Regions from separate parts of the Gossypium hirsutum genome. Here regions 1, 2 and 4 are each linked to region 3. A link is a contact called in public Hi-C data. All regions are on one chromosome and are shown on one strand. The core of a region is the stretch at or near the end of the contact, and the rest is flanking DNA. Distances in the headings are between cores, read along the strand shown. Region 1 holds the start of LOC121207615 (dolichyl-diphosphooligosaccharide--protein glycosyltransferase subunit STT3B). Region 2 holds the start of LOC107895432 (probable leucine-rich repeat receptor-like protein kinase At1g35710). Region 3 has its middle 9.6 kb from the start of LOC121207608. Region 4 holds the start of LOC107896380 (NADH dehydrogenase [ubiquinone] 1 alpha subcomplex subunit 6).

Evidence for each region. A called contact is a pair of places that touch in the nucleus more often than the background predicts.
Region 1: a contact with region 3 is called in a Hi-C map of leaf, with 3 times the contacts expected there. The contact joins the promoter of LOC121207615 here to the enhancer-like site in region 3. A contact is called at or near these places in 3 of 34 Hi-C or Micro-C datasets (all in leaf).
Region 2: a contact with region 3 is called in a Hi-C map of leaf, with 1.8 times the contacts expected there. The contact joins the promoter of LOC107895432 here to the enhancer-like site in region 3. A contact is called at or near these places in 3 of 34 Hi-C or Micro-C datasets (all in leaf).
Region 4: a Hi-C map of leaf shows a contact between it and region 3, with 2.7 times the contacts expected there. The contact joins the promoter of LOC107896380 here to the enhancer-like site in region 3. A contact is called at or near these places in 11 of 34 Hi-C or Micro-C datasets (callus, hypocotyl, leaf and 1 more).

The regions. Positions count from the first base shown.
Region 1 is chrA10:106,903,860-106,906,659 of Gossypium_hirsutum_v2.1, forward strand. LOC121207615 (dolichyl-diphosphooligosaccharide--protein glycosyltransferase subunit STT3B) reads left to right here and starts at 1,282. Exons shown (of 7, transcript XM_041077968.1): 1 at 1,282-2,322. The coding sequence starts at 1,465.
Region 2 is chrA10:106,829,948-106,832,810 of Gossypium_hirsutum_v2.1, forward strand. LOC107895432 (probable leucine-rich repeat receptor-like protein kinase At1g35710) reads left to right here and starts at 1,267. Exons shown (of 1, transcript XM_016820715.1): 1 at 1,267-2,863. The coding sequence starts at 1,267.
Region 3 is chrA10:106,443,404-106,446,205 of Gossypium_hirsutum_v2.1, forward strand. It overlaps the pseudogene LOC107896366. Among protein-coding and RNA genes, the nearest start is that of LOC121207608, 9.6 kb to the right of the region's middle. Within about 2 kb of position 1,313, at least 7 of the 9 cell types and tissues checked have an H3K27ac peak or open chromatin away from gene starts, as enhancers often do. A contact at or near this core is called in leaf, where this site is marked.
Region 4 is chrA10:106,719,320-106,722,019 of Gossypium_hirsutum_v2.1, forward strand. LOC107896380 (NADH dehydrogenase [ubiquinone] 1 alpha subcomplex subunit 6) reads left to right here and starts at 1,325. Exons shown (of 2, transcript XM_041077964.1): 1 at 1,325-1,783. The coding sequence starts at 1,571. It overlaps LOC121207611 (peptidyl-prolyl cis-trans isomerase CYP22), which reads left to right. Exons shown (of 8, transcript XM_041077963.1): 6 at 20-52; 7 at 370-426; 8 at 544-758. The coding sequence ends at 654.

The DNA.
Region 1 (2,800 bases), core at 32-2,531, 460 kb after region 3:
TACTTTGGTCTCTCAATCTTTGCACCACTACTCACTAACTTGATAATCCAAACAATACCAACAACAACTCAAGCCCCAAGTCCTACAAAGTCATTATCGACACCATGCCTCACCTCTAATCCAACCAACTCAGCAACTCTTCATTCTTAACCTACTCATCATTTACCCTTCAGCCAAAACCATAACCTAAGAAAAATCCACAATCAAGCTATTCACACACCCTTACCTCAAACCAACAACCAAATATCACTACAATCACAATCGAAGCAAACAAGAATACAAATAAAACAAAAAGAAAGTCTCTTATTTTAATGAGCCCCAAATAGGGCATACGAAAACAAATGGATATAATAAAATTAGTGAAAAAAGAATAAAAATATAAAATATGAAGACTCAAACATACCAAATTCAATCAGGAGTTAGTCAAAAAGTTCTAAGAGAAGGAAGCTAAAAAAAAAGTCAAAGAGAAAGTCTTACTAGAAAAAATGAACATATTAGAGTTAGGCGACCATTTGGTGATGGTGGATGGAGATCGGAGAGCTTCTCCATTAGGGCTTCGGGTTTAAGTCAACAAAGTTTCAAGCCATTTCAAGAAAAATTAGACCATAAAGTTGAAAGAGGAAAGAAAAAGCTCTAGTTCGATGTGTTTCTTCGTCAGAGGAGGAGATCGAATGGTGGTGAGATCACTGGAATACAATTGTGAGGGAAGTTTGTGAAACACTAAAAATTTTGAAATTGAGTAGCCAAAATGTGAACTTACTAATAGTTGAATGACCTTAAGTATAGTTTACCTTATAATGAACAATGAGTTAATGGCTACAATTGATGTTCGTTAGCAACTTAAGCTCCTATTTACCTGCGGTTAGTGTCAAAACAATAGTGGTAGTGAGATTAGATATTGTAACAATATTGTAGCGTGAGACAAAAAGAAAATTAAATGCACCGCAATGGAGGTAAACACCTATGCAAAAGGGCCCTTAATGGCTTTGTGATCAACTTGTAACTTTTTAAATAATTCAATTTTCAATTTGTAACTTTTTAAAATCGAGTGATCAAAATGTAAACTTATTAAAAATTGAGTCACCGTGTATCCTCTTGTATGTATATACATATAAGATGTGAGATTTGTACGAGTTGTGCTCGTTCAAATATGCAAACAAACAATGAAGTCATAACAACAAGCAAGACAAGAACTAAAATTTGGACCAAAACAAAGTACAAAAAGCCCAATTAAACATTAACTGACCCAAATATCGCATAACTGTGAGACCTATGAGAACTCAAAGAAACTATAGACTGAGACGACAACTACTTTAGATCACTGAAAGTCCCAGTGTTTTTCAAGGGTTTTGAGAGTTCTCAAATCATACATTTACATCCTCCTCCACTCCCTCCATATGATCCTTTAAAAGCGAAAAACCAAATCCAAACCAAACCAAACCCAGAATTTGCAGCAAATCAATTATGGCGACCATGCCCGCATCCGCATCAGATCTGTTGAAGTCCTTCAAACTCAAAACCAAGCAACAAGAACTCTTGATCCGAGTCTCCATCCTCTGTCTCGTCTACATCTTGGCATTCATCACTCGTCTCTTCTCTGTCCTCCGTTATGAATCCATGATCCATGAATTTGACCCCTACTTCAATTATCGCACCACTCTTTACCTCACCGAGAACGGCTTCTACGATTTCTGGAATTGGTTCGACTATGAAAGCTGGTACCCTTTAGGCCGAATAGTCGGCGGCACCCTTTACCCAGGTCTCATGGTGACCGCCGTTCTCATTTATCGCATCCTCCGTTTCCTTCGTTTCGCCGTCCATATCCGCGAAGTCTGCGTTTTAACAGCTCCGTTTTTCGCTTCCAATACGACCCTCGTCGCTTATTTCTTCGGGAAAGAAATCTGGGATTCCGGTGCCGGTCTTGTCGCCGCCATTTTGATCGCCATTTGTCCTGGTTACATATCCAGGTCCGTGGCTGGTTCTTATGATAATGAAGGGGTCGCCATTTTCGCTTTGCTTTTCACGTTTTATGTCTTCGTGAAGGCCGTTAATACGGGATCGTTGGCTTGGAGCTTGGCTTCGGCGTTTGGTTATTTTTACATGGTTTCAGCTTGGGGAGGATATGTTTTTATTATTAACTTGATCCCACTTTATGTGCTGGTGCTCTTGATTACTGGGAGGTATTCAATGAGATTATATGTTGCATATAATTGTATGTATATTTTGGGAATGTTGCTTGCAATGCAGATCCGCTTTGTCGGGTTTCAACATGTGCAATCCGGTGAACATATGGCCGTCATGGGCGTCTTCTTCTTGATGCAGGTTCTGTTATTTCTAGCTGTTTCTTGCAGTCGATTTAATGAATTTTGGTAGTAGTGTAGTAGTCTAAACAATTAGTGCTTGATAAATGTGTATATTTGTGCTTACATTGAACACTGGCATGGAAAATTAACTAAAACAAGATTAAAACACAAAAAAGATACATGAATGTTTCTATATATGAACATGACAAGGATACACAATTTTCCATGCCTGAGTAAAAGCATAAACTGAGGAAAATTTCTTTTGCAATGTATGCTTTGGTCTTTTTTAGTGGAAATAGTGTTCTTGATCTTCAAAACTTGACGGTAACATAGAAAAGAAACATTGGTCTTCGATGGAAACTGTCTTCAAGTGGTATTGCTCTGATTGATGTGTGTTCTGTTCTTCTGCATCCAGCTATGTGGCAAACTCTGCAAGTAGGAAAAAATTAGTTTTACATGTAATGATAAAATGAAAGTGGTTTGCGGGTTTGTTTTGT
Region 2 (2,863 bases), core at 17-2,516, 390 kb after region 3:
TTAGGATTTTTAGGTTAGAAAAGGGAAAAGATGAAGAAAAGGAGAGGATATAGCAAAAATAAGGAAAAAGATAAAAGAATAAGGAAAGTATGGAATGTATCTCGCATCTTGGGCGAAATAGAGTCGACACCATGATAAGGAAGAGCCGACGTCCCGATGATGTGACATGTGAAGTCTCAACGAGCCGATAAATGACGTCACGACATAACAACATATTTCCTACTAAATTGGGTTTCTTCTCCTTGTTAAACTCTGCTATTTTTTCTAGGTTGAACTTTAATAACTCTAGGAATATTTTAATCATATTAGCCCACGAATTTCAACCTATAAATAGAGCTTTTAGCAACTCTGGAGAGATTGATTCAACAACTCAGCAAATGAAAGTAAGAAGAATTTTGTTTTTTAGTTAGTGAGCTTTGTATTTTTTAGGATTTAAGGGCTTGTTTTGTTTTTCCTCCATCTTTTATTCTTCTTCGGTTATTTGCCATTTTAGTGAAGTTTTCTTTACCTGTGGTTTTTTTATTCTCTCTAGACGAGTTTTTCTACATAAATATTTACATCCAATTTTCTCCATTCATTCTTGTTTGTTGCTTAATTCGGGTTTCAGCCCAATAGAAAGAAAGAAAAAAAAAAGATGGACTTAATGTTTGAGTAATCAGTTTGATTGATTTCTTTAGCAGTGACCAAATTAACAAAAAAAAAAGTTTTTTGGATGATCGAAATAGGAATGACCTAATTTTAAAGTGGCTATAAGGATAATTTACTCCATTTTTAATTGATAATAAAAAATTTCAATTCAAATTTAAATTTAAAATATAAAAAATGAAATTTATTTTTTGATTAAACAAATAAATGTAAGCTTAAAATCAATAAAAAAGCACTTTCCCTTTAAAAAAACATATTTAATTAAAATTTAAAATATAATTAAATTGAAAATAAACATAAAAAAAATCAAATTTATTTTTATTAGGTAATCAAGTAATTGTATTATTGGAACTCCAGTAAATTGACTTTATCGCCTATCCCCGACGGTAGAATTTGTAAGGCACAGGCTTGACTTAAGTCTGTCCAAACAGCAGGTCTTGAACAATATAATTAATACAGATTGTGAAAGATCCCTTCATGTCATATCTACAACTTGCAATTTTTTCCACTTGATGTCGAAGCTTCATGGTGATTGAAACAGCACCAATCTTCTGTTATAAATAACCAAAGCCTTTTATTACAATTAACCACACAAGCTCCTTAATTTCAACTATCAATACCATGGCTTCTTTCTTAGTACCATTCAAACTCATCTTCTTCCTCATCTTTGTATTTTTCCATGCTTTCTCTTCGTCATCCTCCATAACTTCCATGGAAGCTGAAACTCTTTTAAAATGGAAAGCTAGCCTCGACAACACCACACAAACTTTTCTCTCTTCTTTGTGGGTCGGAAGTAGCCATTGCAATTGGGTTGGAATCACTTGCAACAATGCCGGAAGCGTCACCAATCTAAGCCTTGCAGAGTATGATTTGAGATTGAGAGGTACACTTCACCATCTCAATTTCCTTTCCTTGCCTAACTTGATTAGGCTTCACCTTCGAAACAACTCATTGTATGGGCCCATTCCTTCGCACATTGGAAACCTTTCCAAACTCATCTTCCTTGACTTGTCATACAATAACTTCTCAGGACATATCCCATCTGAAATTTGCTTGTTGAGAAGTCTTCAATTGATCTCCTTAATAGCAAATAAGATTAGTGGTCCCATTCCACAAGAAATAGGAAATCTGAGTACAATTTCTAATATCTATTTCTATGGTAACTATCTAAGTGGTCCAATCCCTGCCTCTATAGGAAGATTGCATAATTTATACAGGCTTGACCTTAACAGCAACCGACTCAATGGTTTTATACCTAAACAAGTTGGAACGTTGAGGTCACTTTATATGTTGGACTTGTCAGGAAACAGCTTAACTGGTCCTATACCGGCATCTATAGGAAACTTAAGTAACTTGGTGTATCTTTTCTTGTATGGAAATCATCTTTCTGGTTCTATTCCCAATGAAATTGGAGGGCTTAAATCACTTTTCATGATCCAGTTCTCGAAAAATAATCTCGGTGGCGTCATCCCTAATTCCATAGGAAACTTGACCAAGTTATTTAGTGTCATGCTTGATACAAATGCCATTTCTGGTTCAATACCTCGCGAGATAGGAATGCTTAAATCTCTCAACTTTTTGCTTTTGGCTGATAACTCAATCTCTAGTCCAATCCCTACTTCCATAGGAAACTTGACCAACTTAACTACTCTTAGCCTTTCTCAGAATATGTTTTTTGGATTGATACCTAAAGAGGTAGGGATGCTTAAATCTCTCAGTCAATTGGATCTGTCTAATAACACATTCTCTGGACAAATCCCTACTTCCATAGGAAACTTGAGCAGCTTATCAGAAGTTTTCCTTGGTGAAAATAGTTTGTCAGGCCCCATTCCTCCAATATACAATAATCTTACTAATCTCCAATTATCAAACAACCATCTCACTGGTACATTACCAGAAAATTTATGCCTCGGTGGAGTACTCACTCGACTTGCAGTGATCAACAACAATTTGTCAGGTCCTATCCCATCAAGTTTGAGAAACTGCAAAAGCTTAATCAGAGTTAGGGTGGATGGAAACCGTTTGACTGGAAATATATCAGAAGTTTTTGGTATATATCCACATTTGAATTATGCTTCGTTAAGCGATAACAATTTTTATGGCGAACTTTCTCCAAATTGGGGGAAATGTCATAATCTAACAAGCCTACGTCTCTCCAACAATAACATTTCTGGAAAGATTCCATTCGAATTGGGACATGCAACCCAGCTACAAGAAC
Region 3 (2,802 bases), core at 63-2,562:
ACCCAAAACAGTAAAAATATCTCCTTGTTGTTCCTCCTTTGGCTGTGATTCATTGGTTTGAGTCTTTTTGCAGAAAGTAAAGAAACTTCCAACCAATAAAAATAGCAAAAATAAACTGCCAAAGAGTGGAAGGATAACTGAAATGATGACTTTTGTCCTTTTTCCATGACCATGGTTGGCCAGAAAAGAAGGAGCACAAGTCATTAGTCCTGTGGCATTACCACATAGGCCTTTATTGTTTCTCAAGGCATCAAACGATGCCTCATGAAAAGCCTTAAGATTTGGAATAGGACCTTCAAATTGATTGAAAGATATGTTCACAATTCTCAAACCATGCAAATTATTAAAAGCTTCCGGGATGGAACCGTCGAGCATATTGTGAGAAAGGTTCAATACTTCCAAGGACTGTAATTTTCCAAACTGTTGTGGGATACCTCCAATAAGTGAATTCTGACTCAAATCTAGGCTTTGAAGAGCATTAATGTAGCTTATTGAAGATGGAATGCTCTCTTCGAGGTTGTTCTTGCTCAAATTCAAGTTGAATAACTTGACGCAATTTCCAAGATCATCAGGAATAGGCCCACTAAAATTGTTTGATGCCAAGTCAAGTTGTTCGAGTTTTGAAAGAAGTCCTATCTCTGATGGAATTTTGCCAGAAAATTGGTTACCGCTTAGAAAAAGGCGGCTCATCATTGTCAACTTTCCCAGTTCCTTCGGAATCTCACTATTTAGATGATTGGAAGAGAGATCAAGTTCTTGTAATTGGGTTGCATGTCCCAACTCGAATGGAATCTTTCCAGAAATGTTATTATTGGAGATCTGTAGGCTTGTTAGATTATGGCATTGTCCCCAATTTGGAGAAAGTTCTCCGAAAATGTTGTTGTTGCTTAATGAAATAAAATCCAAATTTGGATATATACCAAAGGATTCTGATATATTCCCCGTTAAGTGGTTCCCTTCAAGCCTAAATCTGTATAAGCTAGTACAGTTTCTCAAACTTGATGGAATCAAACCGGTCAAATTATTGTTGATAGCTGCAAGATGATTTAGCAATCCCCCCAGGCACACATTCTCAGGTAATGAACCACTAAGATGATTGTATGATAAGTCTAATATTCTTGAACGATTAAGATTGTTCATAGTTTGAGGAATAAGGCCTGATAAACTATTTTCAAAAACCGTAAGTATCGACAACTTGTTTAAGTTTCCCATGGAAGTTGGGATAGAACCAGAAAGCCCATTAGAATAAAGCCCAAGATTGTCCAAGTTAGTCAAGTTTGCTATGGAATCAGGGATGACACCAGTGAGATTATTCTCCGACAACTGCAAGTCGAAAAGAGATTTGAGCATTCCTATCTCACTGGGGATAGAACCAGAAAGCCCATTAGAATCAAGCTCAAGATTGTCCAAGTTAGTCAAGTTTCCTATGGAAACAGGGATGACACCAGTGAGATTGTTTTTCAACAACTGCAATACGGAAAGCGATTTGAGCATTCCTATCTCACTGGGGATAGAACCAGAGAGATAATTACCATACAGATAGAGATATATCATGTTACTTAAGTTTCCTATACATGTTGGGATAGGACCAGTTAGGTAATTGTCTGAAATATCAAGGTGCCAAAGCGATCTAATCATTCCGATCTCTTTAGGTATGGAACCATTGAGCCTATTGCCAACGAGGTAAATTTGGGATAAATTCTGCAAGTCTCCAATTGAAATAGGTATTGTACCAGTGAGAAGGTTTTGGTGAAGAAAAAGCACAGAAAGTGAAGTCAACCTTCCTATATCAGAAGGAATACTTCCAAAGATATTATTTTGTGCCAAGTCCAGATGGTGAAGCTTGGTGAGGTTCAAAATTTCTCGTGGAATGGAACCAGTGATTGAATTGTTCTGTAAGGAGATCGTATAAAGACTTTTCAATAAGCCAATTTCTAAAGGGATATTTCCAGAGAAATTATTGTACGACAAGTCAAGGAAGTTGAGGTTGGAAAGGTTTCCGATGTGTGAAGGAATGGACCCATACAATGACTTGTTTCGAAGTTGAAGCCAAATCAAGTTGGGGAAGTGAAGGAAGTTGAGATTGTGAAGTGTACCTCTCAATTTCAATTCATATCCTCTCAGGGTCATATTGGTGATGCTTCCAGCACTGTTGCAAGTGATTCCAGTCCAATTGCAATGGTTGCTTCCACCCCACAAAGAAGATAGCAAAGTTTGGCTGTTGCTGTGGAGGCTAGCTTTCCATTCTAGAAGAGCTTCAGCTTCCCTGGAGGGTATGGTTTTAGAAGAGAAAGCATGGGAAGATGCAAAGAAGAGGAAGAAGATGATGAGTTCGAATGGTATTGAGGAAGAAGCCATGGATTTTTGGTTGATAATTGTGATCAAAGACATTGCCTATTTATAGAACAATGTCGGAGCTGTTTCAGTGTATATTAATTTCTGCATTTTGATTACGCGATGTCTCTACGTTAAACAAATTGTTATCTGAATTTATTTTTAAGGATTTCTTTTATAATTATTTTGAAGTGTTTTTTTAACAAGACATCAACTTATTATTACACTAAAGACGGTGAGTAAAGTACAAACATTCATTTGTTATATATGAAAGCGGTAAGTATAATAAAATCATATTTGTACACTAAAAATGAAATTAGTTAGTTGGTGACTCATTTAATATTTAGATACTATTTTACATTTTGACATTATAATTATTTAATTTTATTTTTATTAAATTACTTAGATTTAGTGTTAATTTAAAAGAATGTGTAAATGTTGATAACTAAATATGTAGTTATACTAGTA
Region 4 (2,700 bases), core at 75-2,574, 280 kb after region 3:
TTTACCTTTTATGTTGCAGGCAAACAGTGGTCCAAATACCAATGGTTGTCAGGTAACCTACTCAATTTCTATTTCTTGCTTGCATACACACACATCTGCTATCTGGTGCATTTAAAAAGAAATGCCGATTTCCATTAATGCACACAGTATGAGTAATGATCAAGTGTCTCATATTAAAGGCGAGATAATAGAATTTTCTATTTGTACCATATCTATGCTTAGAGACATGTATCCGTCTGCAAGTTTCCAGTCAGGTGAATTGGGATTTGATGGAAGTATTGTTGTCACAAACTCTTCGAGCACTGTCAGTATGGTTGTCTACTGTTATGAACTATCGCGTATATTGATTTTGGTCTTTATTGACTGCAGTTTTTTATCACGTGCGCGAAATGTGAGTGGCTTGATAATAAGCATGTTGTATTCGGGGTATGTTCTCTAACCTTTTAGTGCAGAGTACATCCGGATTTTGGATTTCCCCAATTTTTGAAAGTCGAATAATATTCATAGAAATGACGAAGAATTATTTCGTCCGTGATTGCGCAGAGGGTACTTGGAGATTGTCTTCTCGTTGTTCGGAAGATCGAGAATGTGGCTACAGGACCAAACAACCGGCCGAAATTACCATGCATTATAGCTGAGTGTGGGGAAATGTAAAACTAGTAATTCATTTAACACATTTGCTGAGGAAGACTACCCATAAATGAAATTGCTGTAAAACTTTTAGTTTTTTTTAACAATCTCATTATAGGTTCCGATTATATCTGCTCTTTTTGAGGCAATGACTAGTCCTTCCCCAATCCATAAATAAGAGTATAATGCACTTTAGCACATCCGAACTCACATTCTTCTGTATTGACAAGTTAAGACTTAATAAAAATTTTAGAACTTATTTACTCTAAGATCCATCTATTTGACTTTTATACAGAATTTAATGAGATTTGAATATATGATTTCTTTGATTTATATCAACTATATTTAATCAAATTTATATGAATTTAATATTTAAACATTAAAATTGATATCAAATCTTTGATTATGAATATTGCACAATTGATTTTATCTCAAAATATTTTGTACTTGATATTTAGTTTTTATACTAAAAAAATTTTAAATTTATTTTTTTTCACTTTTTTCAATTTAAAAATCTTAGTACAATTTTTGGCATTATTAATATTTATTCCAAAAAAAAAAGGCATTTAACGAATTGAATTATATATTGAGCTAATGCAATCTTTTATACTGATATTTTAGTTTTTACAAAATATATTTTAAACTAAATTAGATGTATTTATAAATGATTATTTATGTAATAAAAAGAATGAGTTTAAGTTGGGTTTAAACCGGGTTTAGAGTTGAGACTGAAAATCTTAACTAAAGCCCGGCTCAAAAACTCAGTCCATCTATTATCTATGGCTGATCTACTGCAGTAAAACGACAGCGTTTGGGCTTCTGGAGTCTTCACATTGATAACAGGTGTACTAAGTTCATTTCCTCCCACATTATCCCTCTCACCTCCTGACTCAAGAGTCACTGAACGAGTCGAGTCGAGTTTGAACTCAGATTACCCAAAATGGCATTCACATTGAGGAGTGTGAAAGTACCGCCCAACTCAGCGAGTTTGGAAGAAGCAAAGAGCCGGGTCTTCGATTTCTTCAGACAAGCTTGTCGGTCAATCCCCACTATTATGGATATCTATAACCTAGACGACGTCGTCACCAAATCCGAGCTCCGTTCTTCCATCTCCTCCCAGATCCGTAAGAACTCTCATGTTACTAACCCTAAGGTCCGTTCCCCAATCTCTCCGTTTTAGATCCTTTTTATTTAATTTATTTTTTGATTTGTTAAACTTTTGGGAAATTGCATCTTTCCTAGGGTTAGGAAAATATTGTATTGCTTGCACTTAATTTCTGGAAATAAATAAAATTTATAGCTAATTTGAATTAAGAGAAATTAAAAAAATGAAAAATAAGATTATTCAAGGAATGGTGATTATCCTATTGAAATCTGAGTTTAATCTAAGCTTAGTTGATGTAGGATTGTGATGGAAAAGGTTGGATATTTTTATTTTTTTATTGTTTTGGGGAAGTAGTTTCGATTTCGATGTCTTTATATTTAACGGGAATGCTAAATTATGCTGTTGAATCAGATTTATTTCATGAGTTGCCTTCATTGTGCTCTCCTCTGATCAAGAGGGGGACTGGAAATGAGATTTAAGAAGAGCTTTATTGATGGTATATTTTCGAAGATTAATTTGGAGAATGCTGATGAGTTTTTCTGAAATGAAATGTTTGGATTAAACTGGGATTTCAATAGCTTCGTGAACAATTGTTCTAGTATTGTCTTTTTTACTTTCTAGTGCTTTGTGTGCCAGTTACTCTGGCTTGTTCCGTATGTTGCTACGAAGTCGTAAATGGAACAGTTTAAACTTGTTTTGAATGTCCATTGATGTAATCTTTCGATAAGCTGTTTTGAGTTTGAAGTCCTTTGAATGGCATGGAGAAAGCTAAGGTTTAACCCTCTTGTTTTTTCATCTTGAATAATTCTTGTACTCTAGCCAGATGATACAGTGGCTGTTGATGGTGAATGAGGATTATTTTGCATATCAAAATGAACCATTTGTATTAATCATATATAATTTGTGCTGCAAATAAAATTGTTTTTCACATTGAGAATGAGGTTTAAAGCTTATTTTGGGGTGGT